5 separate regions of the Mus musculus genome follow, and all the other regions are linked to region 2. The links are chromatin contacts, called in public promoter capture Hi-C maps. All regions are on one chromosome and are shown on one strand. Each heading gives the region's core, a stretch centred on a gene start, on an enhancer-like site or on the middle of the called end of the contact. The rest is flanking DNA. Distances are from core to core; before and after follow the strand shown.

The links. Promoter capture Hi-C pulls out the DNA fragments that hold promoters and counts their contacts. Capture Hi-C pulls out chosen DNA fragments and counts their contacts.
Region 1: a contact with region 2 is called in a promoter capture Hi-C map of the SN4741 cell line, with 2.7 times the contacts expected there. The contact joins the promoter of Gbx1 here to the promoter of Fam126a in region 2. A contact is called at or near these places in 2 of 39 promoter capture datasets (the SN4741 cell line and stem cell-derived epiblast-like cells) and 1 of 9 other capture datasets (embryonic stem cells).
Region 3: a promoter capture Hi-C map of liver shows a contact between it and region 2. The contact joins the promoter of Cdk5 here to the promoter of Fam126a in region 2. A contact is called at or near these places in 1 of 39 promoter capture datasets (liver), 2 of 484 Hi-C or Micro-C datasets (CD4 T cells and CD8 T cells), 2 of 115 datasets of contacts at active chromatin or transcription factors (bone marrow-derived macrophages and pancreatic cancer cells) and 1 of 9 other capture datasets (liver).
Region 4: a promoter capture Hi-C map of liver shows a contact between it and region 2, with 2.1 times the contacts expected there. The contact joins the promoter of Srpk2 here to the promoter of Fam126a in region 2. A contact is called at or near these places in 6 of 39 promoter capture datasets (the 3T3-L1 cell line, cranial neural crest, hippocampal neurons and 3 more).
Region 5: a contact with region 2 is called in a promoter capture Hi-C map of stem cell-derived epiblast-like cells, with 4 times the contacts expected there. The contact joins the promoter of Nos3 here to the promoter of Fam126a in region 2. A contact is called at or near these places in 7 of 39 promoter capture datasets (the 3T3-L1 cell line, cranial neural crest, embryonic stem cells and 2 more), 2 of 484 Hi-C or Micro-C datasets (CD4 T cells and embryonic stem cells), 1 of 115 datasets of contacts at active chromatin or transcription factors (embryonic stem cells) and 1 of 9 other capture datasets (macrophages).

Annotation. Positions count from the first base shown.
Region 1 is chr5:24,524,424-24,528,280 of GRCm38.p6, reverse strand. Gbx1 (gastrulation brain homeobox 1) reads left to right here and starts at 1,433. Exons shown (of 2, transcript NM_015739.2): 1 at 1,433-2,170. The coding sequence starts at 1,465.
Region 2 is chr5:24,028,006-24,032,220 of GRCm38.p6, reverse strand. It overlaps Fam126a (family with sequence similarity 126, member A), which reads left to right and starts at 1,531. Exons shown (of 11, transcript NM_053090.3): 1 at 1,531-1,742.
Region 3 is chr5:24,422,138-24,426,265 of GRCm38.p6, reverse strand. It overlaps Cdk5 (cyclin-dependent kinase 5), which reads left to right and starts at 2,702. Exons shown (of 12, transcript NM_007668.4): 1 at 2,702-2,817; 2 at 3,380-3,468; 3 at 3,551-3,618; 4 at 3,708-3,768; 5 at 3,878-3,934. The coding sequence starts at 2,781. Slc4a2 (solute carrier family 4 (anion exchanger), member 2) reads right to left here and starts at 1,034. Exons shown (of 23, transcript NM_009207.3): 1 at 831-1,034.
Region 4 is chr5:23,674,017-23,678,281 of GRCm38.p6, reverse strand. It overlaps Srpk2 (serine/arginine-rich protein specific kinase 2), which reads left to right and starts at 2,315. Exons shown (of 16, transcript NM_001359173.1): 1 at 2,315-2,424; 2 at 2,508-2,562. The coding sequence starts at 2,409.
Region 5 is chr5:24,363,339-24,367,407 of GRCm38.p6, reverse strand. It overlaps Nos3 (nitric oxide synthase 3, endothelial cell), which reads right to left and starts at 2,589. Exons shown (of 26, transcript NM_008713.4): 1 at 2,407-2,589; 2 at 546-648; 3 at 62-210. The coding sequence starts at 2,570.

The DNA of each region.
Region 1 (3,857 bases), core at 184-2,683, 500 kb before region 2:
CTTAGTGCTACCCTGCTGACATCACTGTGACAATAGCTCTGCTCATTAGCTAATAAAATACTTCTGCTTGGGACAAATGTCAGAGACCCAGCAGTCCCTTCAGCCCAGCTCTGTCCTCTTTGGGAGCTCAGTAGGTTTTCCTCTATATCTAAATAGGACCACTCGCACGCCTAAACTACATCCTGTTGAATTTGTCTGGCTTTGCTATTGCTCCTTTAGACTGTGAGGCTCTTCCTGACCGCACCTGAATAGTTCCCTAGTCCAAAGGCTGCACTTTTGCTGGACAGGCTTGCTCTCCATTTGCAACTTTGAGCCTCTCTTCTTGCTTGTCTTGTTCTCACTCTCTGACCTGAGGTGCTTATGCAGCCAAAAGCCAATGACTTTTGCCTCTAGAACGACAAGTCTGTTGCTGGGAATCAGAGGAGGGGGACAGTCAAGGCGGAATGGGGGAGGTGAGCAGAGTCATCTGCAATTAGCAGATAATTAGCGCTGCTGACCCTTGGGGCTCATCAGCGCTCCTAGGGCCAGCCCCCAGCAATCAGCCAGGGCAGGTCGAGAGTGTCAGGCCCGAGAATGAATAGGGCTCATCAGACGCGCTGGAGCCAGGGAGCCAATCAGGGAAATTAATGGGGAGAGAGAGAGAGAGAGAGAGAGAGAGAGAGAGAGAGAGAGAGAGAGAGAGAGAGAGAGAGAGAGAGAGAGAGAGAGCAGGGAATGAGAAAATAGACTGGGATAGAGAATCAAAAAGAGAGGAATAGGAATTTTAAAGGCGGCTAAAAGAGAGGAAAGTGAGAGGAAGAAAAAGAATGGAAAGGGTGGGAGAGAGGTGGATGGGGAAAGGTGAAGGAGGGGGAAGGGTAAGTACTTGGCCCTGTGTGGGCACCCAGGAATTCCCGCATAAGCGAGAAGTTGGAGATGGAGGAGAAATGAGGGAGAGGGAGCGAGAGCCAGAGCTTAGAGAACCGAGTCCCAGGCAGAGAGTGCGAAGGCACTGGGAAGACAGTAGGAAAGCGGTCGCCCACGAGTGGCCCCGGGCGCGCACGGGGCCCTGGGCGGAGAGCGCGCCCCCTGCTGCCCCGCGCCGCATCGGGGCTCCTAGGGATCGCCACTCGGTGCGCCCCGAGTCGCTCCTGGCGTCCTGCGCACCCCCGCCCCGCCCTGCCGCGCTCCTCTCGCCCTTCGAGCCGCGCCGAGCCCGGGCCGCGTGGGCTGAGCCGGGAGCACGTCCGGGCGCGGGGAGAGGACCTAGCCAGCTGCCGCCGCCGCCTCCTCGCCCGCCGCAAACTTTCACAAAGCCGCGGGTCCGGCCTCATCAATCTGCATTAATAATAGTTGGTTGGGCCGCGGGGGGCGGGCGGGGTCCCGGGCCGGCCGGGCCACTGAAAAGGCGCGGGGCGCGGGGCGCGGGAGCCGGGAGCGGCGGCGGGCGGAGGGAGCAAGTGAAGCGTAATTTGAGGAAGATGGATGAGTCCGGAGGGCGACACCCCCAACCCGCCCGCCCGCCCCCTCCCTCCTTATGAGCGAGAGAGCGCGGCGCCGGAGCCACACTGCGCCGAGCCCGCGCCCCGCCGCCACCTCGGCCCGCGCGCCCGCAGCGAGCCCTGCGTGTCCGCGCGGGGCGCACGGCGGGGCCCGGGCAGCGCCATGCAGAGAGCGGCAGGCGGCGGCGCCCCCGGGGGCAGCGGCGGGAGCAGCGGCGGCCCCGGCGCCGCCTTCTCCATCGACTCGCTCATCGGGCCGCCGCCGCCGCGCTCGGGCCACCTGCTCTACACCGGCTACCCCATGTTCATGCCCTACCGGCCGCTCGTGTTGCCGCAGGCGCTGGCCCCCGCGCCGCTGCCCGCCGGCCTGCCGCCGCTCGCCCCGCTCGCCTCGTTCGCCGGCCGCCTGAGCAATACCTTCTGCGCGGGGCTGGGCCAGGCGGTGCCCTCGATGGTGGCGCTGACCACTGCGCTGCCCAGCTTCGCAGAGCCCCCGGACGCCTACTACGGGCCCCCGGAGCTCGCCGCCGCCGCCGCCTCCACCGCCTCGCGAAGCAACCCGGAGCCCGCGGCCCGGCGCACTGACGGAGCGCTGGACGCTGAGGAGCTGCTGCCCGCGCGCGAGAAAGTGACTGAACCTCCGCCGCCCCCGCCTCCGCACTTCTCTGAGACTTTCCCGAGTCTACCGGGTAAGTGCTGGGACCGACACGGGTTTGACCGTCAGGAAGTCCCAGATCCGAGACCGGTCCAAAACTCCCGCCATCTGCTTGGAGCCCTGGAGTGCCGGACTCCAGATCGTACGCGGTGTTCAGTAGTGGACATCTCCAGGTCCCAAAGCCCTGCTCTTGCCCCGGAGCGCCTGAAGTCTCACCGGCAGTACGTTTCTCAAGGCATTATAGTCCACAAACCTCGCCCCATCTCTTTTTCAGAATCCCTTCGTTTTTTCTCCTCTCAAAGGTTGTATTCTTGAGGGCCTCAGCAGGACCCTAGGGTGACAGCATGTTAGGGTAACTGTCAGCTTAGTATGTGGGGACACGGTCTGAATCGACCCCTCAACACTCAACGATGGGAATGGGCTTTCTGGATGCAGGGCCTGGTGAGCCTGTGGCTTCCTTCACCTTAGCAGAGGTCGCTCTCAAAACTGGAGAACCAGGGAGGGTGCTGGACCAGGGCTGGCCAGGACTGGAAATGCTAAAGGCTGGCAGAACTGGGTGTGGCATAAAGACTTGGGAGTTGAGAATCCTGCTAAGATTCAGCTGAGCCATCATTTAAGAGCCCTGAGCTCTCCCCGGGAGGATGCCTTCTCCACAGAAACAGGGTGTAGTAAACGAACCCAATCAGACTCCATTCCCTTGAAGCCCTCTTGTCCTGACCTCAGTATCTACTCTAGAGCGGTTTCCTAGCCTGGAAGAGCCAGGTGTGCCGAGATCAAGGTTTCTGCAATCTGGTGAGTTCTAATTAAGAAAGCTAGCCCGTGCAAGGGTAGAGGGCTGGAACTTCCTTCACACTAAGACGAGCCCATTTCTGCTTCTCAGTCCATGGCACTTAGGTTGGGATGGGAAGGACCAGAAGGATTTGGAGGCTGACTATAGCAGAGGCAAGAAGAGGGTCCAAGAATCATTGGCTAGGACGGGCCATTCCTGATGTCCCTGCTGTGAAACTGCCCTCAGCGCTGCTCACTCTCAGATGCCAGCGGCTGTCAAGAAGCCTGCCTTCTATTTTTTTTTTTTTTTCTAATTTGGTTCTGGACGTTTTGGCTGTGGGGATTCTTCTGCTAATTCCTTTTCCAAACTGGTTGGCCCAAGAGAATCGGAAGTCAGAGCAGCATCTCCTTAGCAGACTAGAGCTCCCAGAGTTAGGAGACAGGATCTTCAGACCAGAGGGCAGGGCAGAGCTTGGAGGACGGAAACCGGCAGGAGGTTCCTAAGAAGGAAGGATTGGGATAGTTCAGAAGGGCTTGATACTGAAAAGATGCTGTGGAGGTCACAGGGCAGGAGACAAAACCAGGCACACATAAGAAAGCCCAGAGCTGGAGGGAGGCAGAAGGAACCCACAGGTGGAACTGAGCTGAGAGGGTGTGTCCTTATCACTGGAGAACAATCCGCCTCCCCACACTGCCAGCACCCTTCTGTTCTTTCTCTCTATAATGGAGGTTCTCTTCTGAAATAAACCCGATACCAACAATTAAACTAAATATATGGACAGAGAGGAAAAGGGCAGAAGAGAAATACTGAGAAAGAAGTAAGGAAAGACCTGTGGTGGGGGATGGGGTCTGGAGAGAGCTGTGGTGGGGGGTGGGGTCTGGAGATTGCGAACAGGGCATAGACTGTTTGTGGGAAGAGGAAGTCGGGCTGGGCTGAAATAAAAGTGAGCAAA
Region 2 (4,215 bases), core at 282-2,781:
TAACAACATGGCCTGGTTGACTTCATGTATGTATATACATATGTATATACAATGTTCAATATATATATATGTATATGTGTATGTGTATATGTATATAATATGTGCTTATTATTTCTTTGGTATGTTTTAAAAACTTGCTTAGTGTTTTGGGAGACATTTTGTCATCTCTAGCATTAACTTAGAATGACTTCCTTTCTTCCAGGTTGAAATTTGCCTTCTTCCTCTCTTTCTTTCTTTCTTTCTTTCTTTCTTTCTTTCTTTCTTTCTTTCTTTCTTTCTTTCTTTCTTTCTTTCTTTCTTTCTTTCTTTCCTTCCTTCCTTCCTTCCTTCCTTCCTTCCTTCCTTCCTTCCTCTCTCTCTCTCTCTCTCTCTCTCTCTCTCTTTCTTTCTAATTCAACCAGATTTGAGTTGAGAGGGTTGTAATAGGGGGAGCTCGGAGCATATGCTGTATTGGCTATATATATATATATATATATATATATAAAACGTTATCTGTAGGATAAGTAGGTGTGGAAGACGAAAAATGGCTTATGGAAAAAAGTAGAGAAATATACTTAATTTTTTTCTAAAGAAAAATATTTATTTATTTAATGTGTATATATGTATGGCTGAGTGTGTATGTATGTATGTGTACCATATGTGTGCAGATACCTTCGAGGCCAGAAGTGTCAGATCTGCTGTACTAGAGTCCTGATGTGGGTGCTGGGAACTGAACCCCATTCATCTGGAAGATCAGCAAGTGCTCTTAAGCTCTGAGCCAACTCTCCATCCTCCCTTTTACTATTAAAATTCTTTTAATTTATGTGTGTGTGTGTGTGTTAGGTGCATGTGTACCTGGATGAGGGCAGAGGCCAGAAGAGGGCTACTGATCCCCTGAGACTGAAGTTATAGAGGTTGTGAGCTTCCACATGGGTGCAAAAGCAGTAATATTTTTTTTAACTCTTCAGTTGTCTTTTAGACACCATATTTGAAATTTTCAAGGCTAAAGTCAAAAGCAATGAACATAAGAAAAGGTAGTATTTTAATTGCTATTTCCGAAATCACACAGACACAGACAGACAGACAGACAGACAGACAGACAGACAGACACACACACACACACACAGACACACACACACACACACACACACACACACACACACACACCCCACACACACCCCCCAGAATCCGGTCAAATTTTGATATACTTTTGGGAAATGATTCGAGTAATTGAATATCAGCTTGCTGTCCTTTTCTGATTACGTTTTAAAGCATCTGGTAAGACTTAAGGTCTAAAGGGCTCAGAGAGATCCTGAGACCTTCATGGAACTTCTTAGTTGTCACCACTAACCACACAGTCAATCGTCTCCCCTGGGCGTTCCCGGACCACGCCCATCGCGCAGACCACGCCCACTCAAATCGCCCCCCCCCCATCAATAGTTTCAGATTCTCATTGGTGGAGAAGTTGTTCTGGGCCCACCCTGGGGGTCAGTGATAGGCTGATCCAGTGTGGGACGGTGGTGGTTGGCTGCTTGGGGACGGGTCTCTGGTGGTGCCTGTCAGAGAGGCTGGCGGCAGTGGCGGCTGTCCGGGCTGGGTTGTCAGTCAGAGAGAGGAGGGAAGATGGCTCGCCCGGACTCGTGCTGCTAGAAGGAGAGGGGCAGGTGGCGCGGCTGCCGGCGGAGCGCAGTCGCCCGGTCGCCGTGGTCGCCGTGGTCGCCGTGGTCGTGGGGGGAGGCCGCGGTAGGTCCGGAGCTGCTCTGGTGAGTCTGCCGCGAGCCGTACGCCGGCCCCTGAGGCGCCGGGAGACCGAGAACTTTCTTTGGTCTGGGAGGAGCGGGGCTGAAGCTGTTGCCGGCGGCGGGTAGGACTTCGTCCTGGGGCGGCGGCCCGTTGCGGGTAACGGCTCCCGCGCGAGGCGCGGCCCGAGAACCCTAAGTTGGCCGCGGCCGGCTGCCCGCTGTGAACGAGGCTCCGTTCCCGGTTGGGCGATGAGCTGGGGGTGCCCCAGGGTCGGCCTAGCACAGAGCCCACCGTAGCCTATGGCCACTGCCCACCCGTCCGCGCCGCCCAAAGCCTGGCCTCGCCGCCCACGCTGGCTCCGCAGACCCGGTGCTCTTCAGAGCGGTGCTCGCTCGGGTCTTGAATCCCGTGGGGCTGGGGGTTCGGAGTGCCAGACCGGTCTGTCTGTCCACCACCAGGAGAGCTCCTCTTCTGCCTGCGCCGCGCTGGACCCTGGAGTTCTGCCTCTTCTGCGGCTGCTGTGACCGCCCTCGAGGATCGACAGGGTTTTCTGTCCACTGAACGGTTTTTTGTTTTTGTTTTTTTGTAAGCTTCTTTCTTTTTTCTTTCTTTTCTTCCTTTCGTTCTTTTTTCCTTCCTTGCCCCCCCCCTCCCCGCACGAAAACACCCCAGGTTTGCAAGCTTCAGCAAAACTGGGTCTCTGCCCTGCAGCGTGCATGTGTTTGCTTTGTACCTTTAGAGTTTAGAGGTTCCTGAAGAATTTGGCCCTAGTGGTTTTGCACTGCACTGAATCGCTTCTGGGATAAAACGCTATTGCACGCGGGCAGCGGCTCCACTGCTCAGGTAGGGGGAGTGCTGCTGCGATACAGAGACTGCTACTGGTTGCATGCAGGGTAACACTGGCTTTCTGTACACTGGGTGTCCTTTGGGTAACAAGGTAGGTTTTGCAGGAGATGTGCCAGCCCTGTGGTTCATGCCACGCGTTGCAGTTTGAGGTTTTCAGTTGTTACAACTTTTATCTACATAAAGCCACAAAGATTAGGGTAACCTTGAAACAATGCGATAGTTCTGGGAGGTGTGTTTTCCTAGGACTGCTCTGTTGCCAATGGCACCAGCCTCCTCCCCCCAACCCCCACCCCCGATCGTTTGTGACCACTTTTCCCCTTTAGGTGAATACATTTTAAGGTTTATAAGATGACTCTTTGTATCACGTTTTTGAAGTACACTGAAGGACAAGAAAGGGGAAAGGTTTCTTTGTCAGGAGTGGTATCAAAATCAAGTATTCAGATAATTTCACTTTAGTAGTAAGGGGGAAGCCCAGCATGTATTTAGAAACCAGACTCTACAATTGACTCATTTTACAGTCATTTGATTTATTAACATTATTTCCAGAAACAAATTAGAAATCCCGTTAATAATCAGTAGCTACAGTCTCTGGGTATGCATGCCAGGTGGAGACTGGGTTGGGTCAATGCAGACAGAGTTCTGTCTTTCCTTTCATCAGGCTTGGTGGCAAGAGCTTTTACCACCAGAGCCATACTGAAGGACCCTGCTTTCCTTTTTCTACTTTTTTGTTTGTTTTTATTCTTCTATTTTATAAAATCCCCTTTGGTTACATTTTTAAAGAATGGTGTAATTTTGACAATAAGTTTAAGTATATCTTCTAGTTCACTTTTATTCAGCATCCTGTTGCCTATTTGTAATCAAGCCTAAGAAATCTTCATAGGTGACTTTTAAGAGTGTAGCTCCAAAACCAGTCATAAGATTACTTATGGCAATAAAGTAGAGATGTGTGAGTGAGACTTTTCAAGAAAATGGAAGGAAAGAAAGGAGAAAATGCTGGCTATGGAATAGCATTTCTCTGTCTTGGCCACATATAGTATTTTGCAGAACTTAAAATTTTTACTCTCAGAAGGAACCTTCCCCACCCTGTTTCCAGCAAGGGCAGGATAGGACCTAGACAACAGCATTTAATTAAACAAGAACTCTCTGAAGTATAATACATACATATTTCAATTGTGACACTTAATATTTAATATGTTAATATTTATAAAATCATTGCCACAATTAAAATAACAAACCCACATATCACCTCCTAAGATTGTTTGTATCCTTTGTTTCCTTCTGATTCTTAGGGAACACTTTCTGTTGGTATTGGATACTTTCCTGTAAAGTTTATGTTTTTAAACATATTGTTGATTTCCTAGATATTTTTAATGTGTGAACATGGTTGAAAAACCACTTGAGGGGCAGGAGAACTGGCTCTGTAATTAAGAGCACTTGTTCTTGCAGAGGACTCTGGTTTGGTTCCTAGTACCCACATGGTTGCTATTCACAACCATTCTTAGCTCCAGTTCCAGATTAGATGCCTTCTTCTGACCTTCAGAGGCACCAGGCACTCGTGTTTTTCACACACATTTGCAGAAAAAAACACTCAGACATGTAAAGTAAGTCTTTTATAAGAAGCCCCCCACAGTAGAGCATAGGTCGAAA
Region 3 (4,128 bases), core at 1,453-3,952, 390 kb before region 2:
GTTTCACCACCAAGCCCTCCTCCCTCTACCCATGCCCCCCTCCCTGCTGTCGTAGAATACAAAGCAGCCTCTGTCCAGAGCATCGGTACCGATAATCCTAGTGGGGGCACATTCCCCGGACCAGCCCCGACGGGCCCGAAGGATTAGTGTCTCTCCCCCAGCCCAAGGGATTAGCAGTCCGGACCCCCACTCGAGCATTAACCATTCCCCAAGTGAATTCGTACATTCCACAGCTCTTGGCTGTGGGGCTGGTGGGGGGCGGAGAGAGTTTGATAAAACGGACCCAGATTTGAAGCAGCGCTCCCTCCACACCCAAGCAAGGAGTTCCCTACAGAAGAGAAGGCAGTCCCCTAGGACTCAAACTTCAGGCTTGTCCTTCCCACCCTCACCCAGCTGCTCCCCCTTCTGTCTGACCTCTTGTCCTGACCTGACCCGCCAACCCTTTTCATGGCTCCATCTCTCAATCCCGAGATCCGAGGAGTTGCGGTCCCAGGCAACCCACAAAGTGGCGAGTTTCTGGGGCACAGGGTCGTCTGGAACCCTCACGGGAGTGGGAGAGCGAGCTGAAGGCAGTAGCTCCCTGAGACTACCCGCTCCTGGTGACAGGGGGCGCGGCACCTTGGCTTTAGGTAACTCTTAAGAGGCGGACCACGGAATCTCGCTTCCGACCCGTACTCCCACTCGCCTCCCCATCCTTCTCCCTAAAACCTCGCTCCCTGCGCCCCAGTCCCCGCCCTTTCCTCCAGTTCCACTCCCTCGGCGCCCGAGTCTCCAGTCCCCCCCCCCCCTCCGCGGCCCTCACCCTCCCTCTCCGCCACCTAACTGCTTACCCGCTAGCTCTAGATTTCGTGTCCCGGGGGTCTCCGGGTCTCCCCTGATCCTCCGGAACCCTCGCGCGCTCCCGACGATTTCCCGGTGCCCACCCCGGGGCGCGCCCCCGCCGCTCCCAACTTCTCCCAACTCAACTTTCCCCCGCGCTGCGGGCAGGCCAGCCTCCAGCGTGCGCGCCCCCCGCAGCGCGCCGTGCGCGCCCCCGGCGCGGCTAGCTGAGAGGCGGAAAGCGGACGCTGAGCCTCCGCGGCGGGGGCGCGCTCCCAGGCACAGCCCGACACCGCCGACACCGCCGGCGCGGCCTTCCGGCTGTTCCCCCCCCCCCGCCACCCGCGGCGAAGCTCCGGGCTCGCCTTCTCTTAGCTTTAGTGAGCCACCTCTGTGAGGAAAGAAGCCAGCTTTACGTTGGGGATCGAGGGCGTGGAGTAGGCCAGGAAATTGAGATGCAGGGAGTCGAACTACAGATTTTTTGACGTTAAGGTTCTGCAGAGCCCCCGCCCAAATAACACCACTGAAACACCAAGAAAGCCCCGGTGTCTGCTTGAGAGAACGGGTGGCAGGCGAATGTGGAGTAATGAGTGGGTGGGGTTGGGTGGCCAAGACCCTGAACTGATGGAAAACAAGACAACTTGTTGAAGATTCCTCCCTTTCGCTAGAACTACCTCCGGGCTAAATGGAAACCTATTCATAGCTGACACCTCTATTTGAAAGACCCTTGCGTGTCATCATGTTTTCTCAACTAAGTTATCAATTATTTCAGATAAAGAATACACTTTATGCGTCTTCAGTCTGCCACGTGGGTAAATCACAATATTGTTTATGCAAAAGCACTCAGATTTAAGTGAGTTAATTGACAAACGGTTAGCGCCTACTCTGGTTCCGCGCTGAGGAATGCTGTTTGGGGCCATTTTCGCCCGGTTCACAGCCCTCAAGAATGCAATCATGAGACAATTAGAGAGTAGTGCAAGAAAATCTATAATCAACTCCTTTATAGGATGAGGTAAAGGCTGCTTGCTCCAAGTGTAGCAACTGTCTGTGGTCTTGTCTGTTGAGGGAAGTAACTGACCTGCCAGTCTTCGTGGGCCACACCCTGGCTGACTCCAGTGGGCCTGCTCTGAAGACTGGGATCTGGGGGACACCCAGGCTCCAGTCAGCTGGCCTCGGCATGTCAAAGTGGAGCCGCTGGAGTCCGGTGGGTTTCGAGACGATAAAATGGGCCCAGCAGAAAGAGGGGACTCTGGCGTGTGTCCTTCCACTCAAATCCAGACTCTAACGGGGCACACCTGTCTCGCTGCCCAGCCCTGTGGTCAGCTGGTCCCTGTGAGGTCATCAGCAGTAAGACATCGCTCAGAATCATTCCCCAATCAGTCCTGGGGTCACCAGGTGGCCTAGGAGAGGTGAAAACTAGTGCTGAAGCTGTCAGGAGGTCGCTGGTGACTCAAAACACCCAACCAGGTCAGAGCCGGGCCAACAGCGCTCGGGATCTAGGCCGTCAAACGCAAACTTCAAGCAGAGAGCACCCCACCCCCACCCTCACTGTATTCTGGAACGCGTAGTCCCGGAGAGGCCCTTTTCTGGAAGGCTGTGAGCACAGAAAAGGAATAATAACAAGAGCGGGGCACACTGGGAGCCTCCGCGCCTTGGCGGAGACGCCCGACACGCGATGCTTCCTGGGAGTTGAAGTTTAAGGTTTGCCTCCGCGATGGAAACGAGTCCCTGGAGTTGATCGCTGCAGAGAGCCCGAGCGCAGCCTGTTGGACTTTGTAGTCCGCGTGTCCTCCGCCACAGGCATTCTTGGGAACTATGGCTTCCCCGGGACTACAAGTCCCAGATGCCAGTGCGTGGTGAGCAGGTGGGCGGGGCTGGAGCTGTGAGTACCACCTCCTCTGCAACGCCAGGGCCGGGAGTCTTAGAACCGAGGGCCCGCAGGGGTCCCCGCGGCCGCTGCAATGCAGAAATACGAGAAACTGGAGAAGATTGGGGAAGGTAATGGAACCACGAGATGTTCCTGCAAGGTCTTTTTCTGAAGACCCTACTTGCAGTCCCAGCTCCCTTACCGTCAGCTATACCGGCAGGCTCCGACCTCAGCACTAGCCAAAAGCCCTGGCCGCTGAGTCCCTCACCCAGTGCAGAAACGAACCCTGTGTTAGCATCTGCGGCAAACTCTTGCTCTTAGCCTTAGCAATCTCTGTGGACCAGCCTTCCTAACCGCGGCACTTCCTGCATTTCTCGTCCCTAGCCCCAGCATCACTTGCAAACCTCACCTGGGATTCCTGCTTCAATTCATTGCAGAACCTCCAACCTTAACATTTTTGCAGGCCTTCGTTCCTCCCCTAGGTGACTCCTCGATACCCCCCGACCCTACCCCCGACCCGGGAGTTTATGGCAGATTCTCCCTGCAGCTGAAGCCTTGAGTTATTTTAGGCACCTTCTCCTTGGCATCCTCACTCACAAAACTACTCCACATCTGGCCTTTGCCCTGAGAACTTACCCTTACACACTAAGATATTGAGAAGGATCCTCTCCCTCACCCCCAACCTTCCTCTAGGCACCTATGGAACTGTGTTCAAGGCTAAAAACCGGGAAACTCATGAGATTGTGGCTCTGAAGCGTGTCAGGCTGGATGATGACGATGAGGTAGGCCTAGGGCCTGGGAGGGAGGGGGGGTCTAAAGTCTGTCTTGGGTTTCGTGTAACTATTACCCCCTTGCATGTTGTAGGGTGTGCCAAGTTCAGCCCTCCGGGAGATCTGTCTACTCAAAGAACTGAAGCACAAAAACATTGTCAGGTAGGATAGAACCTCCTTATTAGACTGGGCTGGTATTGGGATGTTAGAGGCCAACTTGGAGATGTGGCTAAGCCTTTCATTTTCCCTAGGCTTCATGATGTCCTGCATAGTGACAAGAAGCTGACACTGGTTTTTGAGTTCTGTGATCAGGTGAAAGAGGGGCTTGGGGGGGGGCGGGGCATATTTATCATGGGAGGGTATAGGAGTCCAGACTAAGGTTGAACTCGGTCCTCTTCTCCTCACTGCAACCTCTATTTAGGACCTGAAGAAATATTTCGACAGCTGCAATGGTGACCTGGACCCTGAGATTGTGAAGGTGAGAGGAAAGATGTCTAGGGATTTGTGGCACCTGGGTATGCCTATATAAATATCAGCACTCTTTGACTGCCAGGTTGGGGCGCTGGGGTACCAGGGGAACCCTGTTTCTGCCTACCAAGGACTACTTGCCTTGGTGAACGTTATTTATGTGATTGCCTTTGATTTGCACAGACAGTATCTGATTTCAATGAT
Region 4 (4,265 bases), core at 1,066-3,565, 350 kb after region 2:
AGAACCCAGGCGAGTCTTGAACTCATGTCTCTGTTTGCCTCCTGTGCTGGCTTCACAGGCTTGTGGAAAGATTCATCTGTTTTTAACGTTTGTGGAAATATACCTATCGGTGGAATCGTTGGCAATTTTATGATTAGTTTTTGAGGAACTGACCAGCTTTTCCTCAGTGAATGTCCACATGCCATTTTGCAGTTCCATTAGATGCTGACACAGCTTTTAATGTTTCCAATATGCAAGAGTTCCGGAATGCTCAATAATCTGTGTTTTTTTTTTTTTTTTCTGTTTTCTTTTTCTGGTATCTGGGAAGTGAACCTGGGTAGGGTCCATGACTTCATTCTGGTAAACATTCTACCTCTTAAGTTTTATTTATTTATTTATTTATTTATTTATTTATTTATTTATTTATTTATTTAGATTTTTCGAGACAGGGTTTCTCTGTGTAGCCCTGGCAGTCCTGGAACTCACTCTGTAGACCAGGCTGGCCTCAAACTCAGAAATCTGCCTGCCTCTTCCTCCCAAGTGCTGGGATTAAAGGCTTGCATCACCACGCCTGGCTACACTGACATCTTGATGTCACACACCATCTATGCATCTATACATCGCACTTAAGTTACTAACCTTACTGTAGTACTAGGCAAACAAAATTAAAACTGATGCACATTCTGCAAAATAGAACTAGATTCTTCAAAATAGTCACTGTTAGTGGTGCATGCCTGTCTTCCATGCACTTGAGAAGCTAAGTAAGGCAAGAGGCCTGCAACGCAGGTGTACTTAGACTGGCTACATTGTAAATTCAAGGCCTGCCTTGGAACTCAGGGAAAGTATCAGAAAAAAAAAAAAAAAGTCCCAACCCAGGGATTATTCTAAACACACTTAAAAACACATGGGCACTAACAGTAACGGATGACCTTGGGTTGGAAAAAAAATGTCGCCAAACATATTTTATTGGATTTTCTTAGAGTGATAACGTTCTGATTATGTAGAAAAAAAAAATCTTTGCTTTTAGTAGATATGTATTGAAATCTTTTGGGGTGGAGGGTAACAGTCTGCAAACTACTGAATGACTCAGCAAAATACACCATATGCATACACACACACACACACACACACACACACACACACAGAGCAACTGTGGAGAAACGTTTAAAAAAAACCTAGTGAATGTGGGTTAATAGTGCCGATTACTGCATTTTTCTTGTATGTTTCAGATTTTTTGAAAAAAAAAATGGAGAAAGTAAAATCTTTTCAAACTTGGAGCGGCCTTTCCTGTTTGTTGGGACATCTTTAGAGTAAGACTCAGTGATACAGTTGTAACTCAACGATACAATTGTAACCAATGAAGGACTGAGTGTTCAGGACCAGTATCTTTAAGATACTGTAATTGTTCAAAGAGACAAGAGAACACTGAAGTGGTAACTACGTGTCAGTCAGCGTGATTTGCATCTTAGATAGCCTTGGAAGGTAGAAAGAGAAACCAGGTAGCCTGGGAAGGCAGAAAGAGAAACCAGCCAGGCCTGAATAGAAATACAGGCTGGTAGAACTGTTTGACCTATTTAGGGTTTAGTTTCCCCATTATAGGAGGAAGAAAAAAAAAATCACTTTTTGGCATGATTGCTGTTTTAGGCTCTTATCTCATGGTATTTAGAAAATTAGGCTTTCTGTGACAAACTTTCCATTTAAGCTGTGTGCATCTTTCCTTCGTTAAACTCACGCAGCCTAATGGAGTAGGAAAAGAGAGGAAAATCACTTCTCCAAGGTCACACAGACACTCAAGGACCCAGGTTCCTCAGCTCTTGGTCTTGTGCCCTTTCCACGCCCGCCGGAGAGGAGGAAGCGGCGCTCATAGGGATGCAAGGATGTAGAGATGCAAAGGGATAGAGGAGGCCGCCTGAGAGAGGTGGCGAGAGACCCGCCAAGGCGCTGGCCAAGGAAGAGCGCATGGAGAGGCGTGCGGCACGACCAGCCGGGGTGCGGAGCGGTGGCTGGGAGGAAGGGTCGGCGGCTGGGCCTAGTGCCCGGGAACGGGTGGCCTGCGGCGGCCGTAAAAGCAAGGAGGTGGAGGCCGTGGGCGCGGGAGGCCGTGGGCGAGGGGGCCGTGGGCGCGGGGAACCGTGAGCGCGCAACCGCCCTTCAGCACAGGTGGGCCGCCGAGCGAGTGATAAGGGCGCGGCCGGGGTCCGGACCCCCGTGCTCCAGAGCTGCGGAGGGGGGCGCGGAGGGGGCGGGGCTGCGGGGCGGGGCCGCGGGGGCGGGTCTCATTGGCCCCCGCGGGAGAGGCCGCGGCGGCGCAGGCGCGGTTCCCGCCTCCTCGGCCGGCGAGCGAGTGGAGGCTGCATCCCGGTGCGGCTGACTGTCGCGTCGCCGCCGCCTCCGCCGCGGAGCCCCCCGCCTGGCTGCCCCGAGTCGGAATGAGCTCCAGGAAAGGTGAGCGGCGCGAGCGGCCCCCGCCCCGCCTCGCGGCACGCAGGCGGCCAACCCGACCGTTAATGTGTCTTCTCTCTCCCCAGTGCTGGCCATTCAGGCCCGAAAGCGGAGGCCGAAAAGAGAGAAACATCCGAAAAAGTGAGTCCGCGCGGCGCTTGGTCCCGACCCCGCCCCGCCTCGCTGAATGTTGCTTGCGGCCGCGCAGGCAGAGCTTCCCGGTCCCCGGGCCGCGGGCGGTGGGTCTCCCGGGACGCGGCGCCGGCTCTACGTGCCCCGGCGGGGGAGGGGTGGGGGGAGGGGCGCGCGGCCGCGGGTTCCGGAGCCGCGACCTGGCCCGTCAGCCTGCGAGCCGCCCGGGCTCTGCACTCGACCCCGCGCCCCGTGCCCCGTGCCCCGCGTCCCCGATCCTCATCCCGCGCCCCGGATCGGCGTCCCTGATCCGTATCCTGAGCCCCTTATCCACATCCCTGATCCGCACCCCAGTGCCTGTACCGCACGGGTCGGATAGTGGGCACGGGAGGGAGGCGGCGGCGCGGCTGACACCTGGGCTGCGGGAGCCAGTGCGCTGCCGCCTCTGCCACCTCCCGGTCCCGCCTGGGCCAGCCAGCTGAAAACCCGAGCTGCTTGTCAAGTGGTTTGGCTCCGGGCGTTGTTCCTGGCGTGAGTTCAGCTCCGGGACCGGTGCGTTTCGGCGCTCGGGTTTTTCATTCGAAACTTTCTGCTCGGGTCGAGCGTTACTTGCGTGCTGCGGCTGCGCCCAGGTCGCTTGCTGCAGTGGGCTGTGGGTGTGTGCGCGGGCGGGTCCCGCGTGGTGCTCCGGACTGGATCCACCGACTATGATATTTCAAATGTGCCAGCGCCAGCCACCTCCAGCCTGGACCTGCAGCCCAGTTGGGCAGCTGCTGTCGGAGAAGCCTTTCCCCGAGAGCTGGGTTTTCCTAGGCGTCAGAGCGCCGCCGCGTGTTTCTCTTTCCTCTCTCTCTGGGTTTGCTGGACCAGCTATCAACATCTTTGCTCACATTGTTTGCTTCGCTGTTCCTTTTGCGCAAGAAATTTGTGTGGTGTCTTTGGTACTATAGAGAAAGACAGAATTCGCCTTTAATAAAATTACGAAATATTTGTCTATCTTTATTTTGCAAGGGGTGGGATAACCCTCTGCTCTCTTAGGTGGTGGTTATAATTTGTATTGGCCCAGCAGGGATTTCCCACACATTTGGTGACATCTAGGAAAACTGGCAGGATTGTCTTCATTCAAAATTGAATATAACTTGACTGTATGTATAGGATTTCCTAAGATGTGGATATATAAATATGAAAGAAATCTATTTTTAGGAGGCAAAAAGACTTGAAAATTGGAAGGTAAACATTGAAAATTAAAAAAGGTTTTTATTTTTATTATTTTGTGTGTGTGTTTGGGTTTGGATGTGTAAGAGCCTTGACACCTGTGGAAGTCAAGGAACAACTTTCAGCGTTTGATTCTCTGACCATAGCTTCGGAAACTGAACAAGATCAAGCCTGGTTAGTATTCAGATGGGAGACTACCTGGGAATACTGGGTCTGTAGGAAAAAAAAAAAAAAAGAAAAAGAAAGAAAGAAAGAAAGAGAAAAGGATTGATTCTCTGTTATGTGTAGGTCTGTGGGATTGAACTCCAATTGTCAGGCATGGTGATAAGCACTGTTACCCTGAGCCATCTCCCTGGCTCAGATATCAGATATGGGATATTTAAAATGCTGAAACTCAATGTAGGCTTCTGATAGTTTATGCTTTTTAAAAACTAGTTCTATTTCCCCGGGGCAGTGATGGTACATACCTTTAATTCCAACACTGGAGAGGCAGAGGC
Region 5 (4,069 bases), core at 1,340-3,839, 330 kb before region 2:
AGTGGTGATCTGGAGGCTTCTCCACTCAAGTGTCAGGGTGTTGGGGTGTAAGGGGACCCACCTTTTGATGGAGTTATAGTACTGATTGATGAAGTCCCGGGCTTGACCCAATAGCTGCTCAGTGGGTGAAGGGCCCTGGGTGGGCCGGCTCTGTAACTTCCTTGGAAACACCAGGGATCCCAAGCAGCGTCTTGAGGTACAGGGCCCATCCTGAACCAGAACAGGGGACACAAAGGCCAGGATCAGGTCATAGTACAGGATGAGTGAGCTGTGGTTAGTTAGCAAGGGCAGAGGGAGGCGGGCTCGGGAAAGCAAGGGCTCAGAGCAGGGCTGATAATGGAAATGGGATGAGATTGGTTGCTTAGGGCTTGGGGCTCAGGGCCAAAGGCTTGCTGAAGTTCTTGCAATGCCCCTTGATCCCTCTGGTCCTTCCTGGCTTTCACTACTCTCTGCAGACAAGGGCCAAATGTGAACAAAGTGGAGTTTCTTGGTTTGGGTCCTGATCTGGGACCAGGCCTAGAAACACGGGCAGGACCTGTCCTTACCTGCTGAGCCTGGGCACTGAGGGTGTCGTAGGTGATGCTGCCCACTTCCCAATTCTTTACTCGAGGAAACCTGGGTCCGTCTGGGGGCCGGGTTAGCGGGGGGCTGTTGTGGGCCAGGAATGCATAGAGTCATGGGTGAGAAGTTTGTCTCCTTTAGGCCTCCCCATCACTGTTCAAGGGCAGCACTGTACGGCATCAGTAACCCTACAGGGTCGTTGCCCACCCTCCTCTTCCTGACACTTTCTGTCAGCTCTCACAACAGCCTTAGGAGGTGGGCAGTACCTTCTGTGCCCCCACTTAAAGGCTTCAAGGCGTGGTCAAATGACGCACCCAGCAAGGGAGTACAAGAGAGTTGATGTGTGCTGTGAGCCACTATCTCGTTTCCCACCACCACCAGGCCACCCTCTAGGCTTGGAGTGCTGGCCCAGACTGGTCCTCACTCCCTGCGCAGAACCTATTTTGTGTCTTTTACACCTGAAGTTCTTTTAGTTTGAATGTGTTTCCTAGCTTTATTAAGTTGGAAGTTTGGATCCTAGAGAAGAGTTGAGAAGCTGCGATTGAGTGGAGAGGTGGTAGATTCCTCCTGTTACGGCAGACTGACTGGGTTCTAGTGGAGTACCTTTGTTATTTAAAAATAAATAAATAAATAAAAAATAAAAAGCGAGAGCTTGCTCTTTGGCCTCCTTGCTTGGTCTGGGTGCTCACCTCGGAATGCCCTTGCCTCACCTGAGATGGTGCATGACGACCCATCAGAGCAGGTGGTTGTGCCATGCTCATAGCTGTTCCAGTTTCTGGACCATGAGTGAAATAACCTCTTGGGTGTGTGCTGGGGGGTTGTTGAAACAGGCCTGGCTGGTCTCAAGGTCTGTCTAGCTGAGGATGGCTAGAATCTTCCTGCCTCCACCTCCCAACTGCTGGGATTATAGTTATACTTCACCACAGTGGCCCCTAGGCCACCATTCTTCATGCTACTCCATCTTAAGGATCAGATTTGGGCAACTGGAAATGGAGTAGCCGCTGCCCAGCTTTAGGGCCGAGCTGAGGGAAGCCCCCTGCAGGGATTCCTCTGCTCTGATTTTACTCCCACTCCCAGCCCTCTTGACAGCAGCCCTAGTGTGAAGGGAAGCCCTGAAGCCTTATCACTTCCTCCCAGAACCGCCTGCCTGTGCAGGAGGAAGGGAGGGACTTGGGGCCCTGAGCCGCAGCACTGGACCCTCAGGCTTGGCAGGAGCCCCTTGGCCTGAACCCACTGGAATTTTTCATTTTCTTCTCTTCAGGGATGTTTTTGAGGGCTAGGGCTGCAGGTCTGTCTGCGGCTCAGGGCAGAAGGAGGGAATCCTTAAGCAGGAGAGGAACCTAGCAGCTTTGCCTTGGCCCCCCGACCCAAGAGTTTGCATCTCAGGCCCCAGATCTCTGCTGTTCTTTGAAACCCCACACATAGTGTGCCCGTCCCCTGCCCCTGTCTTCTCCAGTTAAGTAGCTATTACTACTGTTTGTAGAGGCTTCCATTAAACTGGAAACTTACAGCCCCAAGAGGTGAGTGCTGCGGAGTCCACCTTTTATCCACACAGAGGCTCAGGGAGGTTAAGTAACTTGTCTGAGGTTGACCAGTTCTTGACATGGACCAACACTCAAACTCTGGCCCAGTTCTGTCGCAGCCTCTTGTCTCCTCTTACCCAATACCTGATGGCCTCGCTCCCGGCCTCTCCTCAGCCATGCCATCTCGCTCTGTTCTGTTCACATTAGGAGCTTTTGGCATCGGTAGCCTGGTCCTTCTGGCTCTTCCCAGAGCCAGGCCTCAGTCCTCCATACAACCCCTTTACTCATAGATCTTACCTGCGCATAGCCACGTGCCCCTCACCTGTGGTCTGGTGCTGGTCGGGTTGGGGACGGGGGTGCTGGCGCCTGGCTAGGCTCCGGTGCTGGAGAGGCTGGGCCCTGCTTGCCGCACAGCCCTAAACCCAGCCCGAGCCCTAGGCCACAGGGTGGCCCAGGCTCCTGGCCCACACTCTTCAAGTTGCCCATGCCAGCTGACCTCAACTCTGCCGACTGCTCAGCAGAGTCCTGGCCTTTTCCTTAGGAAGCAGGGAGGGGGGTGGTGGGAGGGGGCTCTCAGATGCTGGCCTTCGCCCCGCCCCTGTCCCACACACAATGGGACAGGAACAAGGCCGGCAGGGAGGCTCTAAAACCTCGGCTTCATGCCCGCTGACCCAGAGGGTGGGAGGCCGGACGCCTGGGTTCCGCCATGAGGGCTAGAGCTGATAAGTGGGAACCCAGGTGTCCGTTGGAGACCGGGGAATGGTGGGTTGTCTGCTAGAGGGTGGGAAAGATGCTTTGATGGTGCTAGGCTACAGTGGGAGGGCTTTGAGCACTGGATGAGTACCAGAGCAACGGAATATCATATTCCTGTGACCACAGAGATCTCAAGGTTCACCCTTGCTCCTCTCCTATCTCAGAGTCCTTTGGGAACTTGGGGACACGGGTTCAGCAAGGATGCAGTGACATTTTGTCCTTGTTCCTGGTTTTAGGGTATCATCTCAATTTCCTGAACCCACACCCCATGACTCAAATGGGGACACAAAGGAGCAGGAAGCTGCCATCCAGGGCCTCCCCCTCCAATCCTGTCAAGTGTCCTGTTTCCCTGGGGCAGCAGGTCAGTGGAGAGACCTAGCCACCAGGGCAGAGGCAGATGGCCCACAGAGGAGATTTTGGGGGTAGAGGGAGTGGACACTGAGCGTGGACTAGGCAAACTACAATTCCCAGAGTGCAGGGAGATCCATACCAGCACGTTTTGGGCACCTTAGGCAGCCATGCGTGTTGGAGTTTATAGTTCTGTACTATCTGCAGCTGACAGAAAGCGAGGAGCTAGGTATTTGGGTGTAGAGGATTGGGAACCTTGTGAGTTTGAGACCTCAGAGGCCCCTCAAAAAAGAAACTAAGAGAAAAACAAAACAAAACAAAACCCCCAGAAATTTAGAGACAGGGAGAGGCAGCGACTGGGAGAGGCAGACAGGCAGACAAACAAACATGCAGATTTGTGTTGGCTGGACTCTGGAAAAGCAGGGGAGGGAAAGATTGGGGTGGGCCTGGGTGGGGGACTGGCAGGAATGGCCGGAAGGAATGGGCCGTGCTGATCTTTGGGGTCACTAAAAAGGTGGGGTCCACTAGTTTGGGGCAGGGCAGGTAGAGGTGAAGGGGCCTCACAAGTAGGGAGCCACCTATCCTTGGATATGAGTGCTCTGGGCTCCCTGGGTGACTGGTGGGGGCTGGGAACAGAGGGTCAGCAGGTGGCTCTTACTCACACCAGTTTTCTTTCAGGTGCCTGGCCTTGAGACCCCCTGCCTGTCCCTACTGACTTAAATCTTTGGGAGAGGGAGGCAGGAGATGGAATCTAGCCCCTATTTCTGGATATTTAATCTTTACAGAACCTTGGATGGACCAGTTCCACCTGGTTATCATGTCCAGCTATAACTTTGACTCTTTGACAGCCAAGGACGCTTTCTGTTAAGTAAGCTGTGACTGGC